3 separate regions of the Gossypium hirsutum genome follow, and all the other regions are linked to region 2. The links are chromatin contacts, called in public Hi-C maps. All regions are on one chromosome and are shown on one strand. Each heading gives the region's core, a stretch centred on a gene start, on an enhancer-like site or on the middle of the called end of the contact. The rest is flanking DNA. Distances are from core to core; before and after follow the strand shown.

Region 1 (4,722 bases), core at 1,863-4,362, 220 kb after region 2:
CAACATGGTAGAGATGCCTTTACGAAGGACACTAAATAGGCAGGACGCTGAAGCTCATTGACATGGAAGGAATCTTCCAATGCTAAAATCTTGTAAAGCAAATAAAGTGACAACCCATGTTTGGGTAAAACCAGAGAGAGGTGTCCTCCAGAGTCCAGACCCTTTTGTCCAGGAGATATATGATCAAACACTATGCTGAGAACAGAGCATGATATAAGATTTGAAACACGTCTTGATATCGTCATTGCATCTCTTAGAAGCTCAGATACAGAAAAATCTCATCAAAATCAATCAACCTATGAACTTTGAGTTGAAAAAGCAAAGAGTTGACTCCTCCCAAAATGATAAATTAGCTGAGAAATGCATCCAGGAATTGCATTTTTTTTTCTCAGCTCCTAATCATCACCCATGTACAGCAATTTAGGCATGGAAAGAGACATTATGCATTCTTTACCCACTCAATAAACCACTGCACACACAATCACCTGTTCAGTTTGACTGGTTTATTCCTACTATAGCCAATGTAGCCCAATCTTACACTTCCATTTGTTCCCAAATATAATCTAAAAATTTAAATGAATCTCCAGCATGAATACTGTGACTGAAATACGCACATTGCCTGGAAAATCGACTGATAAATAATGCAATTCTTTTTCAAAAATTTGCAATACCATCTTCTATATTACCAAGTGGAATATTCCAATTAGCAGAGCCAAAAGACCTAAGAAAATTTTCTTATTTGTTGAAAGAAAGGCAAAAGTAAGTTAATCTAATGCCCTAACATTGCAGGTCCGGAACTGATCAATGCTCTGAAGATTATGCACATACATTTTAACTCAAATTGCTTATGTCCAATTGCCATTTTGGAGGGCATTTAAACTTACCCATTCCTTATTCTCAAAGGATTCTAGCCATCCGACTGCCTGTTTACTTCTTTGAAACAAAGTTCTACCGTTGCAAAAGCAAGAAATTTTAGGACAATCAACGCAAAAAATACTCGCTAAAATAGTCAAGGGAATCCCACCACCGTATGCCAATAAATGCAACCAGATGATAATTCCACATTTGCAGTTATCTAATACAATTAAGGTCCATGCTTTTGTCCATGCTATTAAAGAGAACAAAATATTGTCTACCAATCAACAAGGATGAAACTTAAAACAAAGAGAGCTTCACTTCCTTTCAATACAGGTGTCAAAGTAATATTTAATAACGCTAGTTGATACTTTATCACCCCAAAAAAAACATGTATCATAACAGACAGCACCACCATCCTGCATTAAACAAGAATAACTAGTGTGCCCATAGGATTTTCCAGTTTTGATCCATTGCCATACGCTGATAAATTTTACATAATTCAATTCCTTATTTCTTGGAAAAAGTCCACCTACATGATAAATAATAAAGCATTTCAAGAATTTCAACAATTGCCCAACTTGATACTTTATTGCTTCAAAATAACATGGATCACAACTATCTGCACACCATCCCTGCATTAAACAAGAATAGCAAGTGGTCCCATACTATTTCCCAGTTTTTATCTACTTCAATATACTGATATGAACGCCATACATAGAAATTCAGTTTCTTTGTCCTTGCAAACAATCCACCTACATGATATATGATAAAGCATGATCCTAAAGTTTCTTGAATATCAACCAGAACACAATTTTAACCATATTGAACAGCAACATAAAATCAAAAACTAAAATAAGAGTTTCTCTTGAAATTAAAATAAGATAACTCCAAGTTAGAAGCTAAATAAACAAACTGAAAATACCTGCCATATGCAGATTTCCCAATCGAGAGCATTGAAGAAATCTTAGTCCGAGCCTTTCGCTCCAACCAAGGCAAAAATTCATCACTTTCTTCATCAGAAGTATTTAAGCCCTATGATTTTGATACCAACACAATTATTTAATAAAAATTAGAGGAAAAAATAAAAGGCAAAGTATCTGTTTTAATTCTTGACAATATACAACAAATGGATACATGCCATGTTGCTCAAACTCTTTTTTTCTAGAAGATCCCATCTCTGGCACTCGTGTCCAACACATGGATATGAAGATATAACCACCAAAGATCCTCCAAATACATTGAAATCCTAGAAAAATCTAACCGTACCCACGTTGGATACATACCCATTTCCAATATTCACACCTGAGTCAAAATAACATAGGACACATGACTATAATATAAGCTTCTAGTTATAGATTTTTTTCTCTAAATCCTAAACTAATATATACAACAACGATACTACGGCTACACGAGTAATTGCGTCGAGCCTAGCTCATACTCTAAGAAGCTCAAGCTCAACTAGAAATTAGAGACCCAAATCTTGGTTCAAGCGCGATTGAGTTTGACTTTTAATATTTGAGCTCCATATAAAAATCAAACTACTCCAGCTTGCTCGATTAGACTGATTTACTAAGTAAAGAATGAGCACAATTTCTACGCTAGACTTCAAGCTCAATTATTTGTTCTAAAATTCATCTTCAAGTTTGGATAAAAAATTTTCAATAATCTCGATAAGCCCGAGAGCTACTCAAGTCAAGCATTAGGATAGCCGAAATTAACCCGCTCAACATCTCGAGCTGCCCAAGCTCAACTCGATAATGACCATGCCAAATTAGAGTTTTTCTCAAGCCGAATCCGAGTATCTTGCAAACTATGAGCTTCAATGAATATTACTAACTTAATAATTTTCTATTAATTTTCCTATCTAAGGAGCAAAAATCTAAAAATTTTGCTATATTTTCTCGTCAACCGAACAGAAAAATATAAACAGAGAGAGAAAGATGAAGAACCTTAGCTTGAAATAAGGAAGAGAATTCAAATTTGATGAGCAAACGACGAGGAAAGTTGAACGGTGGAGCTACCGGAGACCGGCAAAGCTTTGAGATCCGAGAACCGCAGTGGAGCATCGTCGTGGTCAACACGTCGTGTTTTAAGGTCCGCGGGGTGCAAGGAAGCCTGGAGGCATGAATAAGGCAAGCTGAGGATTGGGAATTACTCATAGGTGCATGTGATACGCCATCGTTTGGTGTTCTGTTTGAATCCTGAGTATTCTATCGAGGGATATTTTTATGGAGAAATACGGTTTTTTCACTCAAATATGTATTTTCTGTTTTTTGAAAGGCACCACGGGGCTTTTCACATCACTAAACGAGGGGAATATGTCATAAAAGAAATATTTGGTAAAATAGGTTTTTTTTTAATTAAAGAAATAGGTCAATTTTGGAGAGAGTGTGTGAAAATGCATCCAGTTGGACACGTTTTTTGCACAGTTGACAGGAAAGCGCGCCTAGCCGGATACGCTTTACTTTCTCTCTCCTTAATCGATTTTTTTTAGGGTTTTTTAGAGCTTTTTAGGTTTAGTATTTTTAGGGTTTGGTTAATTTTAAGGCTTTAAGTTTTGGTTTTAGGATTTTTTACTATTTTGGGATTTGAGGTAGATATTGTGAAAGTTTAAAGATAGATTTAAGTTGCCGGGGATGCGATAACGCTCAGAGGCACACACATTTCATATGTCATGCAACACCCTATACCCAGCCCAGTCACTGAGCCCGAATACTAGGACATTACACCAATGCCATGCATCATTTACTTGGCAAACAGTTTCACTAGTAACCAATCGTCATCTTTATTTAATCATACATATGAATTAAAGTCGTACAACCACTTCTTATTGTTAAAACATGCCATACGTACACTAAGGGTATTAAAACTAACAATCAAACATGCAAATGGGCCAAATTGCAAAATTTCCAAAACTATTATGTAGGTATCGATACTGTTTCAGGGGTATAGATATTTTTCTTAAGTGGTATTGATACCACATGAAAAATCGATACCAAACTTGCATTTTGTTTCTCGCCAAATTTCAAAACATCGGAAAATATCAGTACCTTTCGTAAGGTACCGATAAACTTACACTGAGTATCAATACTCGGGCCGAGGTATCGATATCAATTCTCTATTTTGTCTTCTTGCACTTTCAAAAAATATAGAGGTATCGTTTTTAAAGCCCTAATATCGATACCTCTACTCTAGGTTACAAAAATTCAGCATATGCAAGCATTTAAACCATTCAACTTAATCCCTTCACATCATGTTTTATTTACCTAGTCAAATAAGCATCAAAATGTCTAAAATAGTAGCCCGAATACCATGTTCAAGTCCACATGCTTCCAAACATAAACAATAAGCAAATAGCCTAAAAATGACTTAACAAAACCGATATAAAGTCTACCACATTGCCTTAAAGTACCATATAACAAATAAACCAATTGCACCTACTATAGCAACTAAAAGAATGACTTAGATCAATTCCTAGAAAGCCACATCGCTCACACCAGAGACGCAACTACTTTGCAAAGGTTAAAATGGAGTGGGTGAGCTTAACAAACTCAATAAATGCTTAGGACAACTTCTATGCAAACAAGTCATTATGCAACAACAAACAGTCATATAACATATTCATAACATCTCTAGTTCTATATCATATTTCATATGTTTAACCGTTTTTCATGCATATCTCTACTTACTATTCATAGGATTATTCAAGCATATATATATTATAACACATATTAGATACATTTAATGATAGTTTGGCTCTTGGGATCATGAAACATGAAGTGCACTCTATCACCACTTATTAAATACACGGATCTCTAACACACCACATAGACTCGTAGAGTCAAACATATTCCATAAGTGAAG
Region 2 (4,914 bases), core at 1,302-3,801:
ATTCCCGACAATCGGGATAAGCTAGGAATGTTACAGTAATAGTCTTACCTTAATAGTTAATAAGCAACAATCATGCATATATACATTGAACTCGAATAATAAAAGTACAAACCGAAATTGTCGTTATTCGTCAATGACTCTTAACTTTCCTTTCCCTCGTGACAGTCTGACTTCATCTTTAGCTATATTTGATAATTCAATAATAGAAACAACATCAATTTACATCCAATTAACATTCAAATACATAACCAAACATATTTTTCATTTTATTCAATTTAGTTTCTATATTCGAGATACACATATTTTCCAATATCTAACATCGGATTAAAATCTGATTTCACATTGTTTCATTAGGGGCCTTATACTTTTTATATATAACATAATTTCATGAAATTTTTCAATTGATTCAATTTATTCAATTTAGTCCCTAATGTTACAAAGTTACCTAGCAAGCTTAATTAGATTTCCAATTTAGTCCTTATCATGATCCAAGCTTATTAACTATCAAATTCAAGCCTATTTAGTCAATTTCTCTATAACAGTAACTTGCTAAGAACTTAACAATTGAACAAATTTATACATGGGCTAGCTAAATAAAAATTTCATGAATTTAGCTTAATTACCTTATACAATTTAATAGCCGAATGTTTTGAACCAAGCTTGAGTTTTCTTCTTTCTTCGTAAGCTTGTACGGTTTGAATTAAAGAAAGAAGATGAAAACCTTCCACTTAGCTTAATATATATACTTAGATTAGGGTTAGTTAACCTTAATTAGTTTAACTAAATTCATTTAATTAAAGCATATTAATTACTATTTGGGATTATGAAAGCTTAGTAGTTTCATCATCATTCTCCACTAACAACATAAAAATAATGGTTTAATAACCATTTAGGCACTTTAGGTAATTGTTATCTAGGTCCCCATGCATTTTTTGAATTAAAACTATATAGCGATTAGAATTTTACAATTTAATCCTTGAGCTTTAATTAACTATTTTCTTATTTAGATTACTTAACTGATCTATATATTTTCTTAATATCTTTATTAAACTTTATATTTCGCCTTTACAAACTCGATTTACAAAAATGAGATTTCGAAATCGCATTTTTCATCACTTAAAATCGGGTCATTACACATCTTATTGGTGTATGAGTCACTTCTTTGTTCCTTAGGAGGAGTAATGTGACCCTTTAAATTGGCGATGTGACAGTAAAGGGTAGCTTAACAAGTGATGATTTACTCATCATGATTGAAGTGCTCTAATACAGGTGTCAAATGTCAATTGGTCTTGGTTCTAATGAAGGTGTCGAAGATGATATGCAGAGAGGGTATAATATGAGCTCATGCCCAAACCCTACAAGGCAATAGAGGAATTCATGGAATATTTTGTTTTTTGGTTCAAAAATCAAATGCCATTCATGGTAGCAGGATTACGACGAAGTCTTCGTATTGGTGTTTACCTATTTATGTTTAAAAAAGAAGAAGAAGAAATCTCATCACAAAATTTGAGCACGGAATGTTTTAACCCAAACAGGTTTATCCGGAACAAGTTGTAGCACAGACAACTTACATTGATCCAATCAACGAGTCCCCCTAACATAAATTTGCATGAAAATAAGTTTTCACCCACTCACTTGGTCCGACCAAAGCAGGCCACAACCCAATAACATTAGACTATAGGCCTAATAAGGCCCATGGTATGAGGAATGGAGAAATATTTGTTGAAAATCTTTTGTCGTGGAATTAAAATCAGAAAGTAGGGAAACATAAGACAAAAATGATGAACTGCAAATGTGGGGCCTCTCTTCATCTTCACCAACTGCATTTCATGTCTGAAACTGAAAATGAGAACACCCCAACTTCGCTAACTGTTCTTCTTGACCTAACCCATGCCTGCTGAGACTGCTTGCAATGTGCAATGGCTCCTTGAATGGGGCTCTCCATCTCTGCGTTTACACTGCTGCTTCGTTTAAGAACCAGCAAATGCTGTTGTCCATTTGAAGATCCAGATGAATGGCGTTTGCTGGCCATTGAAAACGATCTTCTATGTGCATTTCCACTCATGTCTTGCTCTAATGGAGCTTTCTTTGTTGATTTATAATTACCAAATAAATATCTGAGATAAACCCTAGAAGCCTTCTTCAGCTTTGAACCGATGGAGGATTGCTTTATCTGCTTAAGCTTTTTGGTCCATGATTTCTTCGGGTTTTCACTACTTCCGCCATTTGAATGCTCCAGCTGATCTCCACTAGACTCGGAAGGTGAGATGTCTTTCTTGTGAGGTTCGGTAATGGAGTTTTGCAGCAATTTTTGCACCATTTGCAGGCGAGGAGGAAGGTGAAGAGGAAGGAGTTTCCCCTTGTAAAAAAGCTCATCAGCTGGGGAATTTGTGGGCTCTTTTTCAATGGAAACTGAAGACATTTGGAACTCGAACTCTCTGCTTATGGGGTTGGAGACCATGTTCTTAGAACGTGAGCTCACTTCCATGTCAATGTATTCATCCTCTTCTTCCTCTTCAAGGTTATTTGAGAAGTGGCTTAGTGCCGCCATTTTCAGAAGCTTAAGCAGAGCTTCGTGAGGAGGAGAGGCAATGGAGTTTAGGCAACAAAAAAGCGATGGCGACAGAGGGTGTATATATGCAATACTTTATCAACTGAGTGTTGTGTATATTGTTGGGGTTGGACAAACTTTCAATGCCCCAGGTTTCACTCTTGTTTAAATTTAAGTATGTGCGGTCCTCTGGGTTGACTTTGGATATGTGGGAAACCATGATTCTGATTTAGCTCCCCACATATTTCCAATGAATTTAATTTAGGAGTAAGACAAAAGAGTGTGCATTATTGAAAAGCAGTGGAATCAGGAATGTGTGGAAAATGAATAAAAAAAGTAGTGTAAGAGTAATGATGACAATAAAAAGTGGGATCCAACAGCTAAAGTTGGGTTTTACTGGATTTCAGGGGTTTGTTTTATTTTTGAGTTGGTTTGTTATTGGGGATTCAAGTAATCCACATCTCTCTCCTTCAAATCATCCCATTTCTCAATTCTCTTTTTCTTCATTCTTCTCAATTTGGTTGTCAATTCAATAAATTGATTTTCACATTTTATAAGTGATTATACAAACTTCAGCTTCCTTGCATTCATTTTAGTCATTAACCTGTCCTTTTAGTGTTTTTTTAAATTTAAAATTACATTATATGTATAGATTATATTATAAGGTCTGATGTACATAACTTTTTTTAATGACATATGTGTAATTTTTAGGTTGAATTATTATATCTTTTATATTAATTTTAAATAAATATTTTTTAAAATTTTAAGTAACATTTAAAAGAATTAGATAAAATGTAAAATTTTTATATAATTTTTTATGTAAGAAAACAAAAACAAAAATAAAAATTTTCAAAAATATGAAAAAAAACTAAAAAGCTTTAAAAAAAATTTCTCTTTTGTAATTATATATTCTTTCAATATTTTAGGAAATTTAAATAACTTTTTCAATTTACTAATTAATTTTGTTTCTCTAGAGGTGCATGGGTTAGGAATTTTTTTTAATTTTAATATATATAAAGTTTATCTATTATCTCTTAAATAATTTAAACTATAATGATAATTTTAATATATTAAAATTAATATTATCTCTTTTACAATTATATAAGAAATTAATTAATATATAAATTAAAAAAATCAGTCATATACCCAAAAAACTTTAAAATTATTTTAAATAATAATATTTTAATTTTTTTTCATTTTTAACATATATTTTTCTATGTGTCATTATTTTTTTTAAAGATTTTAAATATTAAATTAAAAATAAATTATATTTTAATTAATATAAAGATACTAGTTAAATAATAAATAGAAGAGGATGAAAGAGTACATGAGTTGTCGAAAAGAATACATGATGAGCACTTGAATGATGGATGAGAATACAGATAAGAAATTGTGGACGACAACACCCAATCATAACTCAACACACTTTTTTTTAAAATAAATAAATTTTTATTTCTTTTTGTATGTGTTTTGTTTTTGTTGATTTGCATTATTCCCTCCTTCACTCCCCACTATTACCCACTAAACAATATATTCTGCAATCAAGCCCAAAAAACAAATCTAAATACTTTGGAGTGGTTGTATGTGTTTTTGTTTTATGAATAAACAAACCCCAAGGAAAAAACATCTCAACAAATGTTTCTACCTATTCATCTTTTCCAACTTGTTTCCTCACCATACCACTTCAATGGAGGTCGCTGTCTCAATTTTTTTTATTTGTTTCCTTTTTTATTCTATGTAACCACCTTCCTCCGAAGTTCTCGTTAACTCATCTTTTTGTATTAAGGAAGGGTTTGCTCAGTTAAAAGTTTTTAAATACTTATCACATGAATCGTCACCGAATCACATTAAGATTCACTTAAATATTTCTCTTGTCATATATTGTTTTTACATAATTCTATTACTAACTAGCTGCACCTTAATAAAGCACTCCATGAATCTACTATCAACTATTCATAACTCTACTATCGACCCTACAAGATAGGACATGTATTCAAAAGGGTCCATACCAAGTTCTTCTATATAAGTTGCCTCCATCTCCATGAAGAGTCCAAGCACTCAACTCTCCTAATTAACCTCCAAATTAAGCACCCAAACACCCTCTAAATTCCACTAGTGGCTCCAAAACACTTTGTATCAAAGTTGTATTTAGTTATAAAAAACTCATATAATTATTTACTATAATATTAAAATATTATTTTAAATAACATTTATAATTAAATTTAAATAACTAACAAATAATAATACAACCCAGATCAATCTATTTAAGAAGAATCATTGCTCAGCTCCCATCCAATATAATGGGAGATTTAAAATTTAGTCCTTGGATTCTTTTATATTTTCCTTTTTTTTCCGATTTCAAT
Region 3 (4,696 bases), core at 1,417-3,916, 160 kb after region 2:
CTGGAAGTTAAAGTGTAGTCATAAAAAAGATAATCATTAGACACTCTCTTAAGTTTGCTTTTAGATACCTTGGTACTCTTAAGTTTTTGCTAGGTATTGAGATAATACCAACAACATATAGGCTTTTCTCACTCAAGCCAAGTATATTCATGAACTTCGTCATGAAACTAAAATGCATGACAATTAAGGTGTGCCCATTTTGCTAAGTTCGATAGCTTTTCTTGTTCTTAATGATGGTAGTCATCTTGCTGATGCCATTGAATTTCACTGAGTGTTAGTAAACTTCAATAATTTTCTTTTACTCTCCCAAACATAAGTTTTGTTGTTAACAAACTATTTCAATTCATGCATATCCCTTCTATTACTCACTAGAAAGTTGTGAAATAAGTGCTTTGTTACTTAAAGCATACTACTAATCATGGCCTCCATATTTTGCGTTATATTGATCCTAACCTCTATGTATATTCTGATGCAGATTGGACAACATATCATAGTGATAAGGTGTCTACCACTAGCTATATATTTTATTTTAGTCTCAATCCTATAATTTGATCCTCTGATAAACAATCAACAATGGCTCGATCAACAACTAAAGCAAAATATCATGTTATTATCAATGCTGCAACTAAGACTTTGTAGGTGCAAGTTCTTCTTGCTCAGCCTCCCAAAAATTTTCTTAGATAATCTTGATGCTACTTTTCGATCCTAGCATCCAGTTCTCCATAGCAAGATGAAACATTTGGAAGTTGATTTTCTTTTTGTTCGTAATCATATTAAGTGTCAAACTCTTGAAGTTGTCCACTTTCGAACTGCATATCAACTTATTGATGCTTTTTACCAAAGCCCTTCCACACAATTCTTTTCACTATCTTGTTTCCAAAATGGTGTTGCTCATCTCTTAACTTGAGGAGGGTGTATTGAAGATATACTGAAGAACAAGTCTTTAGTTTAGTTAAAATTTAAATTTATTATATCCTTTATTTTAAGTTTACTTTATCCATATATTTAAAATTTGAAATCTTGTTATTTAAATTTCCTTTTATCATAGAATTATCTTTGTTATTTGCTTTCACATCTCTATGTATAAATAGGTGATTGAACAAATTAATAAAATCAATCAATTTTTGCCTATGATTCAAAATCACTATAGATTTTGATTGGAGAAAGCCTTTGGTAATAGCAACAGGTGACGACAATGATGCCATCACCATTTTCGAAAAAAAAAAGAAAAAGAAATAAAATAAGAATAAAACTAGAAAAAGAAACGACAAAGAAAGAAAATATAGTAAGTTGTCTCTATAATTGTGAGCCTTTATAATAGCATTTCATTATAACCATCAAGTTTGTTGTAGAATAGGTTTTTTATGTTTTATTTTTTCTTTTTATAACAAAATTAATTCCCTATTACAACCTCTTGTCTTAAATTTTAATAAAAATTAGTTTTACTCCTAAATGAAATAAGAATCATAACTTTTAGTTAAGATATTATTTTAATAAATATTTAGATTTTACATAAAAATATATTGATTATATTTTATTAAATGAAAGTAATTTTGAATAAACAGAACGAAAATTGTAAATTTCATTAAAGATCTGATCTAAATCTTACCAATTAATGTTATTATTAAATACATTATATTTTTTAATTTGACAATTAAATAAAATTTAAGTATGATCCTTATAGATGTATAACATCTACTTCTTTATAACATCCAAATTTTGGTAGACAAATGGGGACTATTACAAAGAGAATTGGCCGTATGAGTAAACAATAAGAGATAATTTTTAGAATCAAGACCAAATTTTAGAATTTGTAAACATTGAGTACTTAATTTGTTGAAATTTTTTAGGATCAAAACCAAATTGACATAATGTGTAAACATTGAAAGCTAAATCATTTATTGAACTAATAAAAAAGTCATGTAAACATTTCATTAAAGACTTAACAATGATTAAATTTATAAGTTTTTGAAGAGTCAAGGGTGAAGTTAGATTTTTTTTCTTTTGAGCAAAATTAAATTGTATGTTTTTATGAGAGTTAAAAAACATTTTTTTTTACCATTTTAATACCTCACATCTTTTTAATTTTGAAGGACTAAATCAAAATTTTATCATTTTCGAGGAGTTAAAAGAGCAATTCTATCAATTTTTGATAAATTTTAAAGGACCAAAAATAAGAAGTTTCCATGTTAGGAGGCTTTACAGCGTGACTAAATTAACAAAGATTTTGGAATGATGAGAATAAAAACACAAATGACCAAAGACATAAGGATTTACGTGTGAAGCACATGATAACAAATCCCAGGGGAAACCAAAATTGGATTCAAGTTTCAACCCTTAACGCATTAATATTTAGCCATCCCTGTGGACTATTCAGAGCTTACGCCACAGTAGATCAACACCCAACCTAATTCCCCGGCCACTGAAACAAAACCACCTCGACGTCACGTGTTTATCAGCTATCTATCGTAATCAATCACGGCCGAACACGTACCCAGCTTTCTTCCTTCTAAGAAACACAAAGGCGTATAGATTTCATATTAGATGATTTAGGTAACCTTACCTCTCAATAATAACTGTCAAAAAATCAAACATATTAAATTACATAAAATTAAACCATTACTTTCACTCCTACCCTATATATAGATTTCTCTAAACCTTGAAATGTTCAAAATCACAACACCCTTTTTCCCTTCACTTTGAAAACACCCCATTTTCTGACATTTCCCGACGAAAGGGGGTTAACATAACCCGCCCCATCTCTCCTATTGTCCCCAAAATATGTCGTCGGATAATAATCATCATCGTAATAGTCCTTCTCAGTATTTTCAACACTCATTGGAGCTTATTGCCGGCGAACTCTCAACAGCCACAGGAGCTTCCCCAACGCTCGGCCAACTACTTAAACACGTTGGTGATACAAGAAAAGAAGCCACCGGCGACGAAACTCCTGTTCATGAAGTCCTCGTCGACGTCACCGAGCCGCGCCCCATACCCTTTGTGCTTTCCTTTAACAACCTTACTTATAGTGTAAAGGTTCCTCGCAAAATGACGTTGCCTGGTTTCTTCAGACGGAGGGGTGGAAGCGCCGCTGCAGATGCCGCTATCGTCGACAATCCACTTGCCCGAGATAGTTATTTTACGAGGACCAAGACGTTGCTTAATGATATCTCCGGTGAGGCTCGAGACGGTGAGATACTCGCTGTGCTTGGAGCGAGTGGTTCAGGTAAGTCGACGCTGATCGATGCTTTAGCCAATAGAATAGCTAAAGGGAGTTTGAAAGGAAACATTACTTTAAATGGCGAAGCTTTGGAGTCTCGAATGTTGAAAGTCATTTCAGCTTACGTTATGCAAGATGATTTGCTTTTCCCAATGCTTACCGTCGAAGAAACCTTAATGTTCGCAGCTGAGTTTCGCCTTCCTCGGACTTTGTCGAAATCTAAGAAGAAAATGAGAGTTCAAGCCTTGATCGATCAATTAGGCTTAAGAAATGCAGCGAAAACTGTAATCGGTAATGAAGGTCATCGTGGTGTTTCCGGTGGAGAGCGTCGTCGTGTATCCATCGGAATCGATATAATTCATGACCCCATTATTCTTTTCTTGGATGAGCCTACATCAGGACTGGATTCAACCAGTGCTTTCATGGTGGTGAAGGTTTTACAGAGGATAGCTCAGAGTGGAAGCAGTGTTGTAATGTCAGTTCATCAGCCAAGTTATCGTATTCTCGGATTGCTTGACCGATTGATATTTTTGTCTCGTGGACAAACAGTTTACAGTGGTTCACCGAAGACTCTCCCGCTGTATTTCTCGGAGTTCGGGTATCCAATACCCGAGAACGAGAACAAAACGGAGTTTGCCCTGGACTTAATCCGAGAACTCGAAGGATCTCCTGGAGGAACAAAAAGTTTGGTCGAATTCAACAAGTCATGGCAAAGCATGAAGCATACTAGAGACACCGAGCCAGATCGAGTCGGTTTATCGCTAAAAGAAGCAATTAGCGCGAGTATATCTCGAGGTAAACTCGTCCCAGGTGCTACAAATGATGTCAATTCAACTTCCATGGTTCCAACATTTGCAAATCCATTTTGGAAAGAAATGGTGGTACTGTCAAATCGATCCATCCTAAATTTAAGACGGATGCCGGAGTTGTTCGGAATTCGTTTGGCAGCAGTTCTAGTGACAGGGTTCATTTTAGCGACAGTATTTTGGCAACTTGATAATTCACCAAAAGGGGTGCAAGAAAGACTAGGGTTTTTCGCATTCGCAATGTCGACAACATATTACACTTGTGCCGATGCTCTTCCAGTTTTTCTCCAAGAAAGGTACATTTTCATGAGAGAAACTGCTTACAACGCTTACAGGAGATTATCATACGTCATATCAAATGCTTTAGTGACGTTACCGGGCTTGATTTTGCTCTCGTTTGCTTTCTCCATGACAACATTTTGGGCAGTAGGGCTAGACGGTGGATTATCAGGATTCTTATTCTATTTCCTAATTATGTTTGCTTCGTTTTGGTCCGGAAGTTCATTCGTGACATTCCTTTCGGGTGTCGTCCCGCATGTGATGTTAGGCTACACCATAGTCGTCGCTGTTCTAGCATATTTCTTACTCTTTAGCGGCTTCTTCATCAATCGTGACAGAATCCCGGGTTACTGGATATGGTTCCATTACTTATCCCTTGTGAAATACCCAT

The links. A called contact is a pair of places that touch in the nucleus more often than the background predicts.
Region 1: a Hi-C map of leaf shows a contact between it and region 2, with 2.0 times the contacts expected there. The contact joins the promoter of LOC107926068 here to the promoter of LOC107926015 in region 2.
Region 3: a Hi-C map of leaf shows a contact between it and region 2, with 2.4 times the contacts expected there. The contact joins the promoter of LOC107925986 here to the promoter of LOC107926015 in region 2. A contact is called at or near these places in 4 of 34 Hi-C or Micro-C datasets (hypocotyl and leaf).

What each region holds. Positions count from the first base shown.
Region 1 is chrD04:10,809,136-10,813,857 of Gossypium_hirsutum_v2.1, reverse strand. LOC107926068 (ribulose-1,5 bisphosphate carboxylase/oxygenase large subunit N-methyltransferase, chloroplastic) reads right to left here and starts at 3,112. Exons shown (of 15, transcript XM_016856854.2): 1 at 2,808-3,112; 2 at 1,781-1,890. The coding sequence starts at 3,017.
Region 2 is chrD04:11,031,622-11,036,535 of Gossypium_hirsutum_v2.1, reverse strand. It overlaps LOC107926015 (probable membrane-associated kinase regulator 4), which reads right to left and starts at 2,551. Exons shown (of 1, transcript XM_016856781.1): 1 at 1,814-2,551. The coding sequence starts at 2,551. The coding sequence ends at 1,814.
Region 3 is chrD04:10,876,477-10,881,172 of Gossypium_hirsutum_v2.1, reverse strand. It overlaps LOC107925986 (ABC transporter G family member 6), which reads left to right and starts at 2,666. Exons shown (of 1, transcript XM_041091948.1): 1 at 2,666-4,696. The coding sequence starts at 2,782.